2 separate regions of the Mus musculus genome follow, and region 1 is linked to region 2. A link is a contact called in public HiChIP or PLAC-seq data. All regions are on one chromosome and are shown on one strand. Each heading gives the region's core, a stretch centred on a gene start, on an enhancer-like site or on the middle of the called end of the contact. The rest is flanking DNA. Distances are from core to core; before and after follow the strand shown.

Evidence for each region. HiChIP or PLAC-seq counts read pairs in DNA pulled down with a chosen protein or histone mark.
Region 1: a contact with region 2 is called in an H3K27ac HiChIP or PLAC-seq map of embryonic stem cells, with 6 read pairs. The contact joins two enhancer-like sites. A contact is called at or near these places in 10 of 484 Hi-C or Micro-C datasets (B cells, the G1E-ER4 cell line, LSK cells and 7 more), 6 of 115 datasets of contacts at active chromatin or transcription factors (bone marrow-derived macrophages, double positive thymocytes, embryonic stem cells and 2 more) and 3 of 9 other capture datasets (adipose tissue, liver and pancreatic islet).

Annotation. Positions count from the first base shown.
Region 1 is chr6:134,957,979-134,963,051 of GRCm38.p6, forward strand. No RefSeq gene overlaps it. Among named protein-coding and RNA genes, the nearest start is that of Apold1, 21 kb to the right of the region's middle. Within about 2 kb of position 2,628, at least 25 of the 459 cell types and tissues checked have an H3K27ac peak or open chromatin away from gene starts, as enhancers often do. A contact at or near this core is called in embryonic stem cells and liver, where this site is marked.
Region 2 is chr6:134,855,890-134,860,843 of GRCm38.p6, forward strand. It overlaps Crebl2 (cAMP responsive element binding protein-like 2), which reads left to right. Exons shown (of 5, transcript NM_177687.3): 5 at 85-1,994. Among named protein-coding and RNA genes, the nearest start is that of Crebl2, 28 kb to the left of the region's middle. Within about 2 kb of position 3,347, at least 8 of the 459 cell types and tissues checked have an H3K27ac peak or open chromatin away from gene starts, as enhancers often do. A contact at or near this core is called in embryonic stem cells and liver, where this site is marked.

The DNA of each region.
Region 1 (5,073 bases), core at 1,378-3,877, 100 kb after region 2:
ACCTTTGGGACATGAGGCCTCTCTGATAGAAACAGGGCTTTGGGGTGAGCCGTGAAGGTTATAGGCTAGTTCTTGCTCCACTTTGCAGGCTGCTCCTGATTCCCTGGTGCTGCCTTGAAGGGTCTGTTCCAGTTGCCTTAACTGCATCCCCTGGACAGAGTAAACTCCTCCTCCCTAAAGCTGCTCCTGGTAGGTATTCAGTCAATGTGCCAAGAAAAATAACAAATAGACAAATCTTAAAACCTAGAATTTGGGCTGGAGAGATGGCTCAGAGGTTAAGAGCACTGACTACTCTTCCAGAGGTCCTGGGTTCAATTCCCAGCAACCACATGGGTGGCTCACAACTATCTGTGTTTCTTGTTTTTTTTTTTTTTTTTTCTTTTCTTGAGACAGGGTTTCTCTGTGTAGCCCTGGCTGTCCTGGAACTCACTCTGTAGACCAGGCTGTCCTTGAACTCAGAAATCGGCCTGCCTCTGCCTCCTGAGTGCTGGGATTAAAGGCGTGCGCCACCACTGTCCAGCTTGCAACCATCTCTAATGGGATCTGACGCCCTCTTCTGGTGTGTCTGAAGACAGCTACAGTGTACTTAGATATAATAATAAATAAATCTCTAGGCCAGAGGGAGCAGGGCAGACTGGAGCGAGCAACCTTCATTCCCAGCAACCACATGATGGCTTACAATCATCAGTACAGCTACAGTGTACCTATACACATAAAAACAAACAAACAAACAAACAAATGAATAAATAAATATATTTAAAAAAAAGATGTTTAAAAAAAAAAAAACCTGGGGCTGGTGAGATGGCTCAGTGGTTAAGAGTGCTGACTGCTATTCCAAAGGTCCCGAGTTCAAATCCCAGCAACCACATGGTGGCTCACAACCATCCATAACGAAATCTGATGCCCTCTTCTGGAGTGTCTGAAGACAGCTACAGTGTACTTTCATATAATAAATAAATAAATCTTAAAAAAAAACCTGGAATTCGCAAGTATGTTATGTCCTATGACAAAGGAGAATTAAGGCTGCAGAGAATTAAATTTGTTAATTTGCTGACCTTACAGTAGGGAGTCAGCTTGGATCATTCAGATGGTTCTATTGGAATGACATCATCCTGAAATGTGGACCAGATAGAACCGTAGTGACATGGGGACTGACTCTACCTTGCAACCTTGGAAGTTCTGAAAAATAAAGAGGTTATAAGGCCAAAGAAGCAGGATTTCAGGGAGGTAGATTGTCTTCTACAACATCTACAAAGGAACTCTGCCCCGGTGAAACCCATGAATCTATGTATGCATGCATGTATATATGTATCCTCATATACCATAGCCCCTGTGTGGAGGTCAGATGACAGCCTTCAGGAGTTAGAGATCAAACTCAAGCAGGCATCTTAGCACCCTAAGCCACCTCATCAGTCAGTCCCAAATATGTGAGGTATTGACTGTGTGCTAGGCTGCCGGTGGTAACATGCTACACTGGCACATTAAGAATGCTTACACGAGTCTTTGGTATTCCAGTGGATTCATTCCAGCATCTCCATTGGAATCAGATTCCCTGGGTGCTCACAGCCCTCCTGTAAAATGGTACAGCATTTGTCTGCAACGGACACATGCCCTTCTCTGGGCTTTAAGTGAGCCTAGATGGGCTGGAGAGGTGATTTAGTGGTTAAAAGTGCATACTACTCTCAGAGAGGACAGGGTTCAGTTCTCAGCACGAACTTGGAGCCACTCACAACTGTCTACAACCCCAGCTCCATGGGATGGGATACCTTCTTCCGGACAATATGGCACCTCCTTGTACATACACACACACACACACACACACACACACACACACACACACACACACACACACCCAGACACATAAAATTAAAAGCACGATAAATCTTATAAATCATCTATAGAATGCTTACAACACCCACCAGAATATAAATGCTATGCAAACAGTCATCCTGCGCTGTTTGGGAGATAACAAGAGTAAAAATCCAAATATATTTCAAATGTTTCCCACCAGCAGGTGGCTGAACCCACACAGGGGGTTTACAGATGTAGAGGGCTGGTGATATTCTTAAATGTGACTGGAAAGTGTCACTTGCACTCCTGACTCCTCTGCTCTGCATGGTGAGGTGGATTAGGTGACTCTGGTGCTGTCTCTCATTGTCCCTCCCAGAATCTGTAGCTGTCAGTGAAGTCCATGCATGCTTGCTGTGAATTCGTGCATCGTTTTTTTTTTTTTTTTCCTCTTCACTCTTCATCCTGTCCCCATGCTCAGCATCTCTGGAGAGCCCTTCCCAGCTCCTGGCCTGCAGACGGGGACCTGGCCCCGTTAGGAATCTCATTTCATTCATTGTCTGCCTCCACCCAAGATTCACGGTTCTGATTTCTCTCCACCAAAGTCACAACAAATTTAAGTCTACCTAGATCCCCTTCCTGAGTGACCCTTGACATTGAGTTTTCTTTTCTTTCCTGCTGAGTTCTGGCCTACTTGGAATTTTATTTATGCCTTTGGGGCAGAGGATACACGCTTTTAAATGATGCGCGCTGCCAACACCTCTTTTCTTGTCTACCAGGAAGAATGCGAGCTTTGTAGCTTTGTACCCTCTGTGCCCTGTGCTCACTAGAGCGCCTTTGTTGAACTAAGCAGGGGCACTGGCAGAGAGGAGAACTAGAGGAGGCCAAAAGGCTCTTCCGAACACAGAGAGAGGTCGTGGTTAAAAGAGAAAGGGACTGGAAGTTTGAGAAGGGGAGAATGGTGGGGGTTGGGGGTGGGGAGCAGGGAGCGGGGAGAGGGGAGCGGGATGGATTAGCTACACAATTTTTGAAGACAAGCAAGGAAATGCAAATAACAGTCTAAAGAGCGTTCTCTCCCTTTTCACATTCTCTTTCCTTCTTTAAATGTTCAAGTTGGGTAAGGTAGCACACACCTATAACCTCAGAATTCCGGAGCCTGGGGCAGGGGGATTACCACAAGGTCAATGCCTACCTGGGAACAGCAAGGCTCCAGAGGCACATCTGATGCCTCCAAGTGGTGTGTTAGCCTGAGAAGTTCTCATTTAACTAATTGATTAGTTAAGGGATAATTGATCGATTGAGACAGAGTCTCACTGTGGAATCCAGGCTAGCCTCAAGCCAACATTTTCTGTTTTCCTTCTCCTGTCTGTTTTCCTCTTTCCTGGGATTACAGGCCAGTGCAGCCATGCCTGGCTACTTAAGAGATTTAACTATCAAAATAAAACAAATGTATCTAAGTAAAAAACGCTTTTTTTTGGGGGGGGGGTATACCTCAGTGGTAGAATGCTTATTTAGAAAACACCAGGCCCTACGTTTAATCTCCTTAGACTGACTTGGGACATTAAAAACAAAAACAAAACAAAACTGTTTTTTAGCTACAAATAGAGCAATCAGCCCAGCCTATATGGACTTCTAGGCCAGCCCCAGGAACACAGCAGGATGCTGTTCCACACAAAGCCCAAAGCACCCGACCCAAGGCCAAGTGAATGGCTCAGTGGGTAGGGCACTCAAAGCCTGAGTTCTATGCCTAGAGCCCAGGAAGTGGTTGAAGTTGTCCTCTGACCTCCACCCCTGCGCTGTGGCACACTGGTTCCCATCCACACATCCACACAACAAACCTAACAATTAAAAAGGAAAGGAAAACGAACCAAAGCTGGGGTTTAGTTTGGTGACTCGAGTACTTGAGTGAGTACTTGCCCTGGGTTTGATCCCTAGACCTTCATCAACTGTGTAGCGGCTCAAAGCTGTGATCTTAGCACTCAGGAGGTGGAGGCAGGAGGATCAGAAGTTGAAGGTCAGTGTCAGCCACAAATCAGGTTTAAGACCAGCTGTGGTATAGGAGACCTTGTTTCAAAAACCAAAACAATTTGAAACAAACCAAAGGCTGGCTGTCCTTTTAGGTAGAGAGCTGTGTTATGTTAGTATAAGCCCGGCTCTCCCTGGCTGCCTTTCCTAGCTCTGCCCTTGGGCTGTGGCTTAATTGGCAGATTTGGGGCTCTTTCCCAATAAAGCTTCAGACCACTGAGTTGGGAAACTCTTCTGCTTCTCACATTAAACTACACTTAGCAATCAAGCTCTATCAGGAATAAACAGTGATCTGGCGTCTCCTTCCATTCCGCTGTCTTGTCTGGCTTTGTTTAGAGCTCTGAGGAGGGGCGTAATTAGTTCCCTGGGCACCGTGACAACGGTCCAGCATTCGGTGCATTGGTCAGAAAATTGATAAGTAAGAAGTAAACACAATTAGGAAGAAGCAAGAGAATAAACACGGAGAGACCAAGGTTTCAGGAGAGGCCGCATTGGCCTTGCTCCCAAGCCTTGCCTTTCATGTGTGGGGATGTTTATCTCAGAGGGGAGGTTTGTATGGGCTTATCTTGGGCCAGGTAGGTTTTAATGATGGTGCAGTCAGCTTGTGACAGCTGTGGCCTGGGGAAAGACCTTGGAAAGCCCCTTGGGAGCTTGGAGGGCCTTGCCAATGTCACTGGGGCTTTGTTAAGGCCTTAGTAGGGGTCAGCAGGCTGAAGAAGCCTTAGGGTCAATGAGAATTTAGGCAAGGGGCTGAATTGTGGGGAGTGTGTCTTTTTCACGCGTTGCCTCTTTAGATATTGGGGAGAATGAAACTCTTTGTCGTTTGTTTAACTGTGAGACAGCTTGGCTCTTCATGGACCACAGAGCAATCACAAGAGACTCACTTTCAGTGAGCCAGGGCTAGGGCTAGGTAAGCAAGCATGCAGCCCTTGTTTTAGATTTTCTTTTATGTTGTCATGAGTTACCCTCAAGGGCAGAGGAGGGAAGGGTAGATGAATTAAATTTGAATCCACCAGGCTCAAGAATCACTGCCTTGGGGGCTGGGGGGATGGCTCAGCGGATAAGGGCTCTTGCTGTGCAATTGTGAAGATCAGAGTTCGAATCTCTAGCACCCACTTAAAAAGCCAAGTATGGCAGAGCACACCAATAGCCCCGCCACTGTGTTGTCAGACAGAGTCAGGAGGCTAGTTGAGGCTGGCAGGCTGCCTGCAGCAGCAGTGTGAAACAGACACCTAGGATCTCACACGGACAATCTCACAC
Region 2 (4,954 bases), core at 2,097-4,596:
TACATAAAGTCATGAGTTTTAGAGTTGATTAAGCAAACTTCAAAATGATTGACATCATTCTTGTTGCATTTGCTTTGTGTCCAGGGTGAAGATCATATAAAAGGCAGTCCGTGATCAAAGCCAATGGTGTGATGTCTATGGAGGACGAATGGGGCAGGACTTTGCTTCTTGGCTCCATTTTCTGCTTACTGCTCAGTAAGCGTCTCTGTGAACCCAAAGTTTCTACCGTAATGTGTGATGATGCGTCGGGAAGGTCCTTGCGCAGCACTTAGACTTGCCGGCGACCTTCAGACCTGCTCTGTGTCGCTCACCACATCGGTTAACAGTCGTGATGCCGAGCCTGTGGGAGCGGAGGAAGTGGATGGAAGCGCACGTTTGCACCTTAGCCCTGTGGCTTTCATGGTTAATTTCTACTTGTCCTATGTAATTGATGGATTTGTGTGTGTGTGTTTAGTTGTCACTTCTTTTCTTGTTTTTAATCACCCTACAAAAAGAAACCAAATAGGCTGTTTGTCTCCCGTGGTTCTCAGCCTTTATGGACCCAATATTACTCCTTTCTAGTTACTTGAGTAATGTTTGCTTGTCTGTGAGCCATTCCAGCATAAGCTGTGAGTATTAACAGATATACACACTTCTATTTTTATAACCCATAGTGATATGCCTGTTTTAAAGAATGTCCATAACAAAGCCCAATACAAGGCCCCTGACAGCCTCATTTTGCTCTTCCTCTGACTGTATTTATGAAAGCTGGCTAGGGCCAAATCCATGCTTGGAGAATAATTAGCCACAGTTTATTTTTAAGTGAAAAGTTCTCTTAGTAGCATCCGTTACCTTAACCTGCAGTATGTGTGACGTGGTTTCTGCTGTATGTCTCCATGTACACACATTGGCACACACATTTGCTTGTGCACTCAGCTGAGGCATGGGGTTTTTCTAAAGCGTACAGAATGAACGTAGCTGCTGAGACTGGGTATCTGCTGTGTAGAGCACAGGCCATCCTGCTGCTGACGCTATGGCTGCTGCTGTTGGCAGAATACTCAGTTCTTCCCTGACATGAGTGTCCTTATGAATGTGTTCTGAGCCAGAGAGAAAGAAGCCTACTGTGTGCTTGTACCTGCTTTAGCCTGTGCCCCCACTGTGCTGGGGCATCCTGAGCTGCACCCTGTACTGCAGCCTGGGGCCTGGTGGGTATTTGGAGTCGCATGTGGCTCTGTATGGTTCCCAGCACAGCCGAATTTGCACGTGGAGTGTGGTTAGGGGCAAAGCTCATAGTAGGAGAGGTTCAGAGACAAGGAATTTCTACTTTACTCGCTTCTCTCACTAGTTCAGTCATATGTATTCTCTGTTGCTGCTAATTACAATTGTTCCTCCCTCTGATGAAGCAGGAATTTGACTTCCAGAAAAAGAAGTATTTGCCACAGACTGGCAGTTGAAGGGAGGTATCATAGTTACAGGCATGTCCAACCTTTTGATGTTGTGACTTGAAGCCTGAGAATTGAATGTTTTAAGTGAGTTTACAGTTTAGTGCTGGGCCACATTCCTAGTTATTCTGAGGTATACGCAGCCTGCAAGCTGCGGTTCAGACGTGCCTGGAAGGTTGTCTGTGAGGTGGGACGAGAGATGGACTGTGTAGCTTGTGATCTCTTGACAGGCATGTCTCCTGACCAGTTGCCTTCTGTTAGCTGAAGATCCCTTGAGCGCAGGCGTGGAACTCAGATCTCCATGCTAGGTGTGTGTGCCCGCCGACAGAGCACCTGCCCAGCTTGCTGGGATTCGCTGTGTTTTAGAAAAATGGGCATTAAGGGTATTTAATGTCTTCTTAGGACCATAAGTGGAGACAAGGACTGTTGATGTTCAGGCCCTTCGAATGTAAGTGTTTTCAATGTAGTGTTCTGACTGGGATGGCGTGTTCTGCCAGTGGGGCGACTCAGTCGTAGACTCTTACTTTGCAGAACTTTGTGTTGCTTTGTTTGTTACTTTTTGAATTCTCCAGGAAAAAAAAATGTTTTTAAAGCAAACATTCCAGGATGAGTGTGGCCTCTCAGTGGAATGTCTCACTGTGCTTGAAGCCTCTGCAGGTTGTACTTGTAGTTTCAGGGTCATCCCAGGTTGTCCTTGTAACCACACGGTCATCCACAAGTAGAAGAGATGGACTTTGGAGTGAATGTTGATTACGCTTTGAGTTTTCTCTAGGGCCTGTATCTCTTTAGTGTTTTGGAGCCATCAAACCAAGATAATGGCCCTCAGCATCTGAAGGGGGCATGGTGATTGCTCAGCTACTGTGCTGGCCCTTCTCCCGAATCTGTGATCTAATTAATCACTGTTCCAGATTCCAACAGCTGCAGCATCTCTTGTCACTCCCATCCATCGAGGCACTGCAGGCTAACTGCAGTTCCTTCCCAGAGGAGAGCAAGCTGGGAGGACAGAGCCCAAGGCCATTCTCTAGGGCAGGAAGAGGCCAAGTGCCTGGCTTCTTTTTTTTTTTTTTTTTTTCAGAGATTAAGGAGAAAATATATTTGCACATTCACACCAATCCAACTCTGCCACTCTAGCATCTGCTTCCCACGTACTGGAGCAACTGGTGCAATATGGAGTTGATCTGGTCAGGTCAACATTTAGGCTGTAGGTGAAGTTATTAATTTGTTTTCTGTCCTTATCTAAAATGTTCCTGGGATGCCCAAATCAGAGCTTTAGTGCTGCGGTCCCTGCCACTGCCTGCCTCGTGGACACGCTCAGCGGCACCAGCTGTAACTTCAGCGTCTTTGCCCCACAGTGGGTCTGCTTTGGCTGGTGATAGAAACACAGGTTTAAGCTGTGCTTTACTTTTAGTTAAAGTCAAGTAAGATCAACAAAAATAAATACTATTTTTCACAGAGATCAGCTGCATGCTGTGACAAATATTAAAGTACATATTTTGTTTTTTAAAAGATGAAAGATGATTAAACCACATGGTATTTGGGGGCAAATGAAGGATTTTTTTTCCTCAGAAAAGAATTGTACAATTATATTTTTATGAAAAATAAAGTATCTTCACCAAAATAACGTTCAGTTGCCTGTTTGACAGCACTGGGGTAACTGTGTACACCTACAGCCGCTAGAGCCGGACAGCCTGACTTCAGGCCCCACATGGTAGAACGGGGAGAACTAGAGTGGTGGGCTAACCTCTGCTTCCACGGTCAAGTGTGCTGAAGACTGCTTACTGCTCTTGTAGAAGACCCAGGTTCAGTTCCCAGCACCCAGGTAACTAACTACAGTTGCAGGAGATCCCATGAGCCCCTGCACATAGGTGTTGCATAGGCGTTCACTAAGGCAAGCACACAGACACATGATCCTTTCTTATTTAAATGTATGGGGCGGGTCCTTAGTCCATTTTCTGAGTCACAGGGGTATGAAAACCTGCCTGTTAAATAACACGGGATTGGCTTGGCAAGATGGTCAGCAGGTAAAGGCGCTTGCCACCACACTGACAACCTGAGTTGATCCCTAGAACCCACACATACAGCAGAAGGGAAAGCCCCCTCCCCCAAACTGTCTTTTGACCACACCCATAGACAAACTAAATAAATCTGAAAATAAAAATATTCACAGTATGTAAGGATTTAAGTTATCAAAAATAGAAGTGTTTGGGGCTGGTGAGATGGCTCGGTGGTTAAGAGCGCAGACGGCTCTTCCGAAGGTCCTGAGTTCAAGTCCTAGGAACCACATGGTGGCTTGCAACCATCTGTAATGAGATCTAACACCCTCTTCTGAAGTGTCTGAAGACAGCTACAGTGTGCTTACATATAATAAATAAATCTTAAAAAAAGATTTAATGAGCTCATATCAAAATGCAGTATTAGGATATTCCCAGGTGGTTTCTATATATTGTTATACTTATCCTTTGAGTTGGTATAATTGGAGGCTCTTTGTGGCAATAATAGCCTTCAATTAGTTAGGTTCATTTTAAGAACCACTTATTTACTCTCTGTCTTACTTGATTACAAGTGGTCATTAATCTGTCTGGACTGTCATGTAAAGTTTTGCTGAGTGTGCACTGCACAAAGTCACTCAGTTAAAGTGTCTGATGGGCCTGATCTCCAGATCCAGTTCCCCCTTAAGAAGCCCTCATGGAAGAAAACCTCCTACCATCTGCTCATTGAACCATTCCCGTTGCCTAGGCCTGCCTAGAACTTACTCAATCGGCACACCTTTTTATATTCCTCAACTCACTAGGGGTGCCTGTGTGAAAAGTATGCAAAATAATGGCATTTTACAGCTTGCTTTAACCCAAGTAAGTGTGCCTCTTCTCCCTGTTCAGTGACATCAGTTTGGTAGTTATTCAGCAGGGGTATAGGTGTGTGTACTCTGTGGATATAGGTGAATGCTACAGACCATGGACAGTCAGGCTCCGATGCACCCCTGGAAATGGCCAAAATGGGGGTCAATACAGCTCAGAACAGTACATCTGAGACACAGAGTATAGAGGGTGAAGAACTGGCTGAAGGAACTCAGACTGTAAACAGCACGGAGCTGTCCAGAAAGTCAGATTATGGCACAGGACACATTGTAGCTGTGACTGAAACTGTTGCAGCCCTGTCCCACTCTAGGAACCATGAGGCAGAAGATCAGCTGTGTTTATTTTTCTTTTCTATCTTTATTTAAACAGGGTTTCACTATGCAGTTCTGGCTGGCCTGGAGCTCGATTTGTAAACCAGGCTGTCCTGGAACTGAGATCGACATGCCTTGTTTCTTTGAGTGCTGGGATTAAAGGGCTATGCTACTATACCCAGCCTTCAGTTGAATTCTTAATCCTGGGGTCACCACAAACTCAACTAATCTACTACTTGCTTGTTACAGGGTCCCAAGCATGGCTGGGCTGTGCTGGGCTGTGCTGGGCTGGGCTGGAGTTAGGCAGTGAGCTGTGCCTAGCAGACTATTCTGTTGGATAAAGATCTGAACGGGAAAAGCCCAGTCC